2 separate regions of the Sus scrofa genome follow, and region 2 is linked to region 1. The links are chromatin contacts, called in public HiChIP or PLAC-seq maps. All regions are on one chromosome and are shown on one strand. Each heading gives the region's core, a stretch centred on a gene start, on an enhancer-like site or on the middle of the called end of the contact. The rest is flanking DNA. Distances are from core to core; before and after follow the strand shown.

The links. HiChIP or PLAC-seq counts read pairs in DNA pulled down with a chosen protein or histone mark.
Region 2: a contact with region 1 is called in an H3K27ac HiChIP or PLAC-seq map of alveolar macrophages. The contact joins two enhancer-like sites. A contact is called at or near these places in 1 of 47 Hi-C or Micro-C datasets (embryonic fibroblasts) and 1 of 2 datasets of contacts at active chromatin or transcription factors (alveolar macrophages).

The regions. Positions count from the first base shown.
Region 1 is chr3:77,310,033-77,314,223 of Sscrofa11.1, reverse strand. SERTAD2 (SERTA domain-containing protein 2) reads right to left here. Exons shown (of 2, transcript XM_005662514.3): 2 at 1-2,087. The coding sequence starts at 2,083. The coding sequence ends at 1,145. Among named protein-coding and RNA genes, the nearest start is that of AFTPH, 110 kb to the left of the region's middle. Within about 2 kb of position 2,228, at least 9 of the 83 cell types and tissues checked have an H3K27ac peak or open chromatin away from gene starts, as enhancers often do. A contact at or near this core is called in alveolar macrophages, where this site is marked.
Region 2 is chr3:77,813,610-77,817,800 of Sscrofa11.1, reverse strand. No RefSeq gene overlaps it. Among named protein-coding and RNA genes, the nearest start is that of VPS54, 40 kb to the left of the region's middle. Within about 2 kb of position 2,255, at least 27 of the 83 cell types and tissues checked have an H3K27ac peak or open chromatin away from gene starts, as enhancers often do. A contact at or near this core is called in alveolar macrophages, where this site is marked.

The sequences.
Region 1 (4,191 bases), core at 979-3,478:
TGCAACCGGGTGTTAGTTCCATGAAGAGGTCGGTTGCTTTTTGCAAATTCATGTGTAAATTTCAGGTCATCACAAAAATTATGCCCAAAAGGAAAGAGCTGGGGTTTTGTTTGTTTAAAAAAATAAAAACAAGTAAAAGCACAGACTTGGCATAAATACAGTGAGTACGTGGTAGCCGTCCCCTCCGGAGAGAGGGCTAAAGAGAACCATCACTTAAACCCCGAGCTCCATGGCCACCTCCCGCCAACTGCTTAATGCAAGTTTGATGAGAGTGGCTCTGGCTTTGGAAGTCACAGTGCTGGCGGGTGTTCATGCCAGGGGGTCGGTGCTTGTGAAATCTGGGTGTGATATCGCCTGGCCCTTCTTAAAGCGGTGTGTGTGGGGGCGTGTGTGTGGGGGGGTGTTTGCATTTGGGGACATCAACTGCGGATTGATTTGATCCAATTTTCTCTTTGCACCAAACACATATAAAACATTACAACTCTATAAAAGTACAAGTGCAACTTGTACATCTGAAGTTTGCAGGAACTATGTGAGCAAATCCTATCAAAATAGCTATCTCATATGTATAAACAGCATTTGTTTTTAGAAAAACAATATCATAAACTGCGGAATCTGTACAAAAATATAAAATAAATTTGGGCAGCAGTTTCTAAACAGCCATGTAAATGCAACACTTACGAGGAGTAGTTAATGCCTCTAAAAAGGCTGAATTGCCAAGTCAACCTATACAGGGCGAAAATGCCAGAAAAGGTACTGAGATTATCTAAATAATATATATATATTTTCTTTTTTTACCTCTTGCAATAAAACTTATAGAAAAAATAGACAAATATGCACATGCAATTTACAACTTTTCCAACTTATTCCTTGTGCTTCACTTGAACTGTTTATTTTTGTCATTCAATATAGCGACATTGTCTTCAAATGTATTCTTTCCTATTCCCGGGTAGTAGGTCTCCGAGGAACCACTCAAAAGAGCATATTAAAAAGTGGTCATACGTGGATGAAGGCACTCCAACTCTGCTCAAAGCAAAAACTAGTGTGATCCTTTTGTAGAATGTTTCTTTTCTTGGAAAAAGGCAAGCAAGGGTGCATGCACAGTGCGGAGAGCTGTCGGGGTGCAGGGGCGCGGCCGCGGGGCTCAGGACCCGACCAGCACCTCCATGATATGGTCCAGCTCTGTGAGGTCCATCTTGAAAGGCTGGCTCGGGGTGACTGGCTGGCTGCTGTAGGGTGCCAGCGTCTTGAGGAGGTCGTCCGCCGACACCGGGGCCATTTTCGAGGATGTCCCCGATGCGGACGTGCAGGGGTCAAAGTCGTACATGGATGTGTCGATGTCGGCAAACAGGATGTCGTCCAGGGTCAAGTCCGTCAGGAACCCCGTGGACGTGGTGATCTCGAAGTTGCCGGGCAGGGAGTCCATCAGTTTGGGGTCGTCGGGCCGGGAGTCCCCCTCGGGTCTCTGAGCGCCGGCCCCACCGGAGCCCCCTTTCGAGCCGTCCGTCGCGGCCTCCGCGGAGGTAGGTGTGGGACAGAGCTCCTCGATCTCGTCCAGGGCGGAGGAGAAGCTGTCCTTTTCCGGCGGGAGGGCAGGAGGCGCGAGTCGGGCGGGGGCCACGGGCGGCGCGGCGGGGGAAGTGCAAAAAGTGTCATCGTAGTCCTCAAGCAGCGAGGCAGGGGTGAGGCAGGCCTCTAGGGGCGCGGGGCCGCCCAGCTCGCAGGGGGGCGCGGGCGGGGCCGCGGGGGCGCTGAAGGCAGGCGGTGCCTCCCGGGAGCCAGCGCCCAAGCCGGCGCCCCTCGGGTCAGGCGGTGAGGAGGCGGGGAACGCGGGCCTCAGGCTGCCTTCCTGCTTCAGCTCCTCCTGGATCCGCCGCAGCATGTTGTTGATGAGCACAGTCTTTTGCAAGCTGGGCTCTGTGAGGGGCCTGTGGTTGTAGAGTTTCATAAGGGAAATGTTGAAGATAGTCTGGCGCTGTAAGGTGTAAGACACCTTGGACGGACCGTCGGAGGGGGACACGATTTTGCCTTCCAGCCCATCTTCATGCTCATCAAACTTCCGTTTTCCTCCTTTCCCCAACATATATCTGCCAAGGAGAGAAGAAAGAGATGGAATCAATCCCACAAAAACTCATTTTCACCATCAACAAGACGCTGATTCAGAGGTCGGGACTTGGACTCGGGTTCCCTGCCCAGGGCTGGTTACAACAGACGAATTCATTGGGAAATCTACCTTTGTGTGCCGGTGGAGCAATTTTTATCACTCGGTAGTCTGTTGAATGTTATTTCTTGAGAAATGTGTACTGCACAGCCAAGTTACTCGTTACCATGGAAACCGTGATTTTGACTTTCTCCGCTGCTGCGCTTGCATTTGCTTGCCTGTGGTTACCATGCAGGTTCAACTTCCCACCCCAGGTTTATTTTTAAAGACCAAGAAAATACTTACAATGCCATGACCTATACACATAAAGGCATCATGGACTACAGCTTTAACACACCCGGCATGATAAAAAGAACCCAGTTGGAGAAAGGGGAACATGTACAATTTTGGTAGAACTGCCTGTACTTTCAAAACGCCTTTTCCTTCCTTGTAATGCATAGAGCCTTTTGGCTGTTTGGTGACATGGCAAAGCACTTGGGCTGTGTTAAATGGCCACAGTGATTGGGCTGCCACTGCTTTTCAGTCTAGAATCCAGGAGAGAAATGTGTATTTCCAGCCCAAGTTTTCCTGTGGCTCAATGTCATTACATACAGTCATGTCTGAGTGCAGCTGGACTAATTTAAAAGAAATTTGCTCTGATTATAAGCATTGCTGTTTGGGTACTCGAGACAGTTCCTAACAAAATACCTACAGTGATTCCAGAGATACATACGGATTTCAAAGAAACAAAGACCTCTTTTTTTTTTTTTTTCTTTAAACCTTTTTGAACACCCAGCAGCACATGGAGTTCCCAGGCCACAGATCAGATCTGAGCCGCAGTTGTGACCAATACTGCAGCTGTGGCAAGGGGCGGGGGGATCCTTTAACCCAATGTGCCAGGCTGGGAATCGAACCTGTGTCCTGATGCTGCAAGAGACCCTGCTGATCCCACGGCACCACAGCAGGAACTCCAACGACTTTCTTTTCTCAACTTTGAGAATTCAGGGATGGGCTGGATTTTAACTCCTGCCCACCTCACCTGACACTCACAGCCTTGGTGGCCTCCTGGGGTCCTCTGGCCTGAGTGAGGACACCCCTAGCTGCCTGTACCTTCTGGAGAGTGGCTGTTCCTCTCTGAACTTCTATTATCTAAACAGAGCAATCACAAGTCCACTGGCTTTTGCCTCAGAGACCTCACTTTCTAACCATTTAGTCAACAAAGCGATCTGTATGTCATTCAGACTGGGAGACAGTTCTAATTAGGCCAGGCCTGTGCTTGCTCCCTCAGCTCCTCTACAACCCTTACCCACAGGCGCGCGTGTTAACACTCTCCTCAAGGACACTCACTCCTTGTGATATTGTCACACACAAGAAAGTGATTTGTGGGAGTTCCCTTTGGGGCTCAGCGGTTAACAAATCCAACTAGGATCCATGAGGTTGCGGGTTCGATCCCTGGCCTCGCTCAGTGGGTTAAGGATCCGGTGTTGCTGTGAGCTGTGGTGTAGGTCGCAGATGAGGCACGGATCCCGAGTTGTTGTGGCTGTGGCGTAAGCTGTCGGCTGTAACTCTGATTCGACTCCTAGCCTGGGAACTACCATATGCCGAGGATGTGGCCCTAGAAAGCAAAAAAAAAGAGAGAGAGAGAGAGAAAGCGCTTTGTAGTTATCTAGTTTCCTTGTAAAGGCGATCCGCCTTTTTCTGAATTGCCTCATTCGATCCTTTAACTCATACCGCATCCATGCTGTCTTGGACACTCTGCCACAAAGTGGGTAGTCCTGCAGGGAAATAAAACCTGGTCTTCGAGGGGCTCAACATCTCCTATGCCTCATTATCATTCAGAATTATGAGTCTCATCCTAAAGGAATAAGGCCGACCATAATAAAACATAGAACCTCCTTCCAAGGCTTTGTGAAAGGCCATACTGTCCCTCCAGGCAGACAGACAGACAGTGGACACGGAGCCTGGCACACAAGTCCGACTTGGGGTGACTGCCTTTGTGCCTCAGTCTCCAGGAGAGAAGATAGAAGACAGCTGCAGCCCACCAAGGTGAG
Region 2 (4,191 bases), core at 1,006-3,505, 500 kb before region 1:
AAGCCAGAGTTGGAGCTTCTAGTCTCTCCCAGTACAAATCTTTTCCTCTTGTTCAGGGCTCTCTTGCTGGTAATATCTCCCACCGAAAGGAAAATGGATCTGAATACATTCAATATCTTCATGAGTTAGCTTAATATATTTCTAGGAATATATACATTTTAAAAGAGAACTCCAGGATAAAAAATGAAGCTCTAATGACAGAAATTTCAGGTTCTGAGACAATAGGAATGGAGAAGTATATTTGACCTCATCTCTTCTGAACAAAATGAGGCCTAATTTTCCTGCATCTTTATTCTAAGTCATGTCACTCAGAGCTGAGTTTTAAAGTCCTTGCTTCAGTGTCTGTGCAGTTATTCAAGACTTTCCAGGGTACTAGTTACTAGTTTTTAGCTCATATCAAAGAGAGCTTAGTTTTTAGTTTTGAAAGCACAAGAAATATATAAAGATTATTGGTAATTGTTTTATAGAGTGCCTGAAAAATCAGTAAAGTTGCCTCTCTTTTTATATCTTGCCTCTGAGCAGCCCTGCCTCTCCAGCCACACTTAAAATGAAAGAAATCGAGTAAACAACTTTTAGCAATCAGGGAACCTTAAAATAGCCGATGATCTGCAGCAGGTAAAGCACACAGCAGCACACATGCAATCATTCAAATTTTGTACCTGGCAAATAAGGCTAACAATTTATACTTTGATCTGACTTGATTGTCTGAAAAAGCAGCTTTTCTGTGACATAAATATAGATGCTAGTTCTGTCTTGCAGCCAAGTTTCTCTTTAGAAAGCCACATTAATCTTATGGTTCCCTTACATAGAAACTAGTAGAAATGAATGATTTCTTCTAAATGGGAATCTAATAAAAAGGTATCTATGAGTGCTTGTCAGGTTAAAAAATGTTGTCTTTCTCCTTTTCTCCTTTGGATGAAATAAGTTGGTTTTGGTCCACACATACATACTGTTTATTATGCGCCAGGCACTGTTTAACGCAAAAATATCATTCTGAGGAAGGCAAATCAAACTCTTGTCCAAGGTGGTTACATTCCAAGTGAGGAGGAGATAGGTAATAAACATGTAAATAAATAATACAATTTCAGGAACTAAGGGCTACGAAGATAAATAGAGTAATTTGGTCAGTGGTACCTGGGGTGGGATGTGGCTGCTTGACGACATCTGAGTTGAGGCCTGAAGGCTGAGAAGGAGGCAGCAGTATGACAATCTAGGGAAGAGTTTTGCTAATAAAGAAAGAGTAAGTGCAAAGGCCTTGGGGTCAAAATGAGGCTGGTGTATTTGAGGGCAGAAAGGTGGGCAGTGTGGCTGGAGCAGAGTAAGGGGGAAGGTTTGGAAGGAGATGAGGAGGTAAGGCTGAAGAGGGAGATGGAGTCAGTTCAAAGAGTGATAGGAAGCTATTGGAGGGTTTAAGGCAAGGAAGCTGGGAAGTGATAAGATCTAAATTATATTTTATTTTATTTTTTAATTTTTTTTATTTTTTGTCTTTTTGCTATTTCTTGGGCTGCTCCTGTGGCAAATGGAGGTTCCCAGGCTAGGGGTCTAATCGGAGCTGTAGCCGCCGGCCTATGCCAGAGCCACAGCAACACGGGATCCGAGCCGCGTCTGCGACCTACACCACAGCTTATGGCAACGCCGGATTGTTAACCCACTGAGCAAAGGCAGGGACCGAACCCGCAACCTCAGGGTTCCTAGTCGGATTTGTTAACCACTGCGCCACGACGGGAACTCCTAAATTATATTTTAAAAGATAAGTCTGGCTGCTTTGTGGAGAAGAGATTGTAGGAAGTCAAACATAGAAGCAAGGAGACCAGGGAGGAGACAATGGCAGAAAGTCCAATGACAGACATGGGCTTCTACTGCTGGCCCATACGCCGCTTTGGTGACTATCAGAAAAAGTCTCCCCTTCCCTTTGATGGTTCTGAATAGCAGATGGATATATGGGGTGCGAAGAAAAGAGAGGAATCCAGAATGACTCACGCTTGTACTGCCTAACTGGGTGGATAATGGCAGAATTCACACAATTAGGTTTTGCTTATACTCAGTTTGCGGACCATGAAGTTTTCACATGAAGTGGGTGTACCCAACATCACAACTGAAAACTTGGTAACATTTACCACACTGACATTGGCTTCCTCTGAGCACTGGAAACCTTATGCTGATGTAATGGAGATAACATTTATGAGATACTCAATCAGCATGTTTGCCTTCCCAATCAGCCCTGTCCCCATGGCTCACCCACCCATTGAGTCAATGTCATGCTTTGAGTCACGGGGAGGAAAAAAACCCAGCCAAGAGTGCATAGGTCATCATTTAGCTTTGAGTTTCAAAACAGGATTTAAAAAAATTCATAGGAAGACAATAGTTTGAAATTAAGTGCTTTTGATTCGTAAAAGCCAGACTTGGCTAAATGAAAAATATATGTAACTATACACGGATGAGGCGGAGCTTGGAGGACTGCCCCCACCCCAAGCAGGTCACAGACAGTGCCAGGAAGAACACAGGATGTGACGTGAGAGCCATTTTCCCATGACTGTCAGGGAAGATAAAAGTTTAAGCAGCAGCCAGGAAGCTGTGAGAGTCAGAGGGTATAAGCACAGGGTGCCCCAGAGGAGGGGTGGCGGAGCCCTAAGTTCAGGAGAGGTGTGGACCCTGTGTTCCCCTTTGGAACCAGGCCAACTGCAGAGAGGTGGAAATGTTAGGTTTGGGCAACCAGAGGCCTGGAGACCGTGCTCCCAGTTCCCGGGTCTGTGCGTGGTTGTCAGGAGACCCTGTCGGGGAATGATGGAGGTTGGCGGGGTGAATGGGCTGGAAGAGGCCTGGCCTTGGGCCAAGAAGGTATAAGGTGTGCGACCTTCAGATCCCAGTGAGTAGCTGGAATCACGGTAACCCAAAGGCCAGAGAGAACAATTTACTCACCAAAGCCTTGAGGCCAGGAAAGCCTGGCAGTTGGCAGGCCTTCCCTGCACCTCCCCTGTAGTGTGCCTGCCACCTGGGCAACATTCGGGGAAAGGGAAGGGGAGAGGAGAACCCTGGGATGAGAGAGAAACCCCGAAAGCCAGTGATTTCCCAAGGGAGACTGGTTTAAGGACCGAGGTGTTTTTAATTGGCAAGATCGAGTGTTTTCCACCTACATCAATGGGAACTTTTGAGCAAGAAGTCATTATAGACAATACAGTTACTATATATATATATATATATATATAAAACGTTTGTAAATCTGATATATTTTTTAATGTATCCATTTCAAATTTGCCGCATTAGAAAGGTCTGTATTTTCGTTGCATGAAGAAAACGCAGTTTCTGCACCTCCAGAGGGGGGAGGGGAGGGCAGGGATCAATTCTGTCAACACTGAATGCCTCCAGGGAGGGTAGCTGGGGGATAGAGGTGAAAGATTTATTTTTCACGGTATACCTTTTGTACCTTACTGCGTTTGTACCATGTGTAAGCATGAACTATTTAAAAAATAAGAAAAATAAAAGCTTCTGAAATGAAAAAAAAATGCTGACGCACAGAATCTAATATGCAGTGCTTGACAATGAACATTCAATACTTTTCATCTTACCAGGAATCTTCGAGCCACTTCTCCTCCTTGGTGTGTCTTGGGCTTATCCCTTTGCTTTGTGCTGATGTTGGTTTTGTAAGCTGTCTTGCCCCTGCGGCTAGCCGGTGGCTTATCCGTGCTTTGTACCCCAAACACAGTGCTGCCATCCTGTAGGTAGACCGTCCATTATCCAGGGGAAAACAATCCTACCCACCCAGCCAGTCTTCCCTGCTGTCCTGGACTGAGGTTGGGAAGGACTGATGAGGGGGTAGATCTGGTTATTTCCACCCCTTTGACATCAAGTAGCAATGGGGGAAATAGCGGAAAAGACTTGAGCACTAGAGTCAAACTTGACTTACCTCTGCCAGCTACTAGCTTTGGGTTCTTGGCTGAGCCTTGAGCTTCTTCTACACATTAGAGTTAATTTAAACCTCATTTAAACCTAGCACAATGCTAATTACACTCAATTCCCAGTCCAAGAGAAGAGACTAATTTTGGCAAAATCTTTACATCCAGCCAAACTCAGCATACCTCTTCTCCCTGTCTTCCTTGGTTTCTACCCAAGAGATAGGCCCTTCCATTCTTCTATCATATCCTGCACTATTTGCATCCTTCACTGTACTTTTCCTCCCTTGACCCAGTCTTC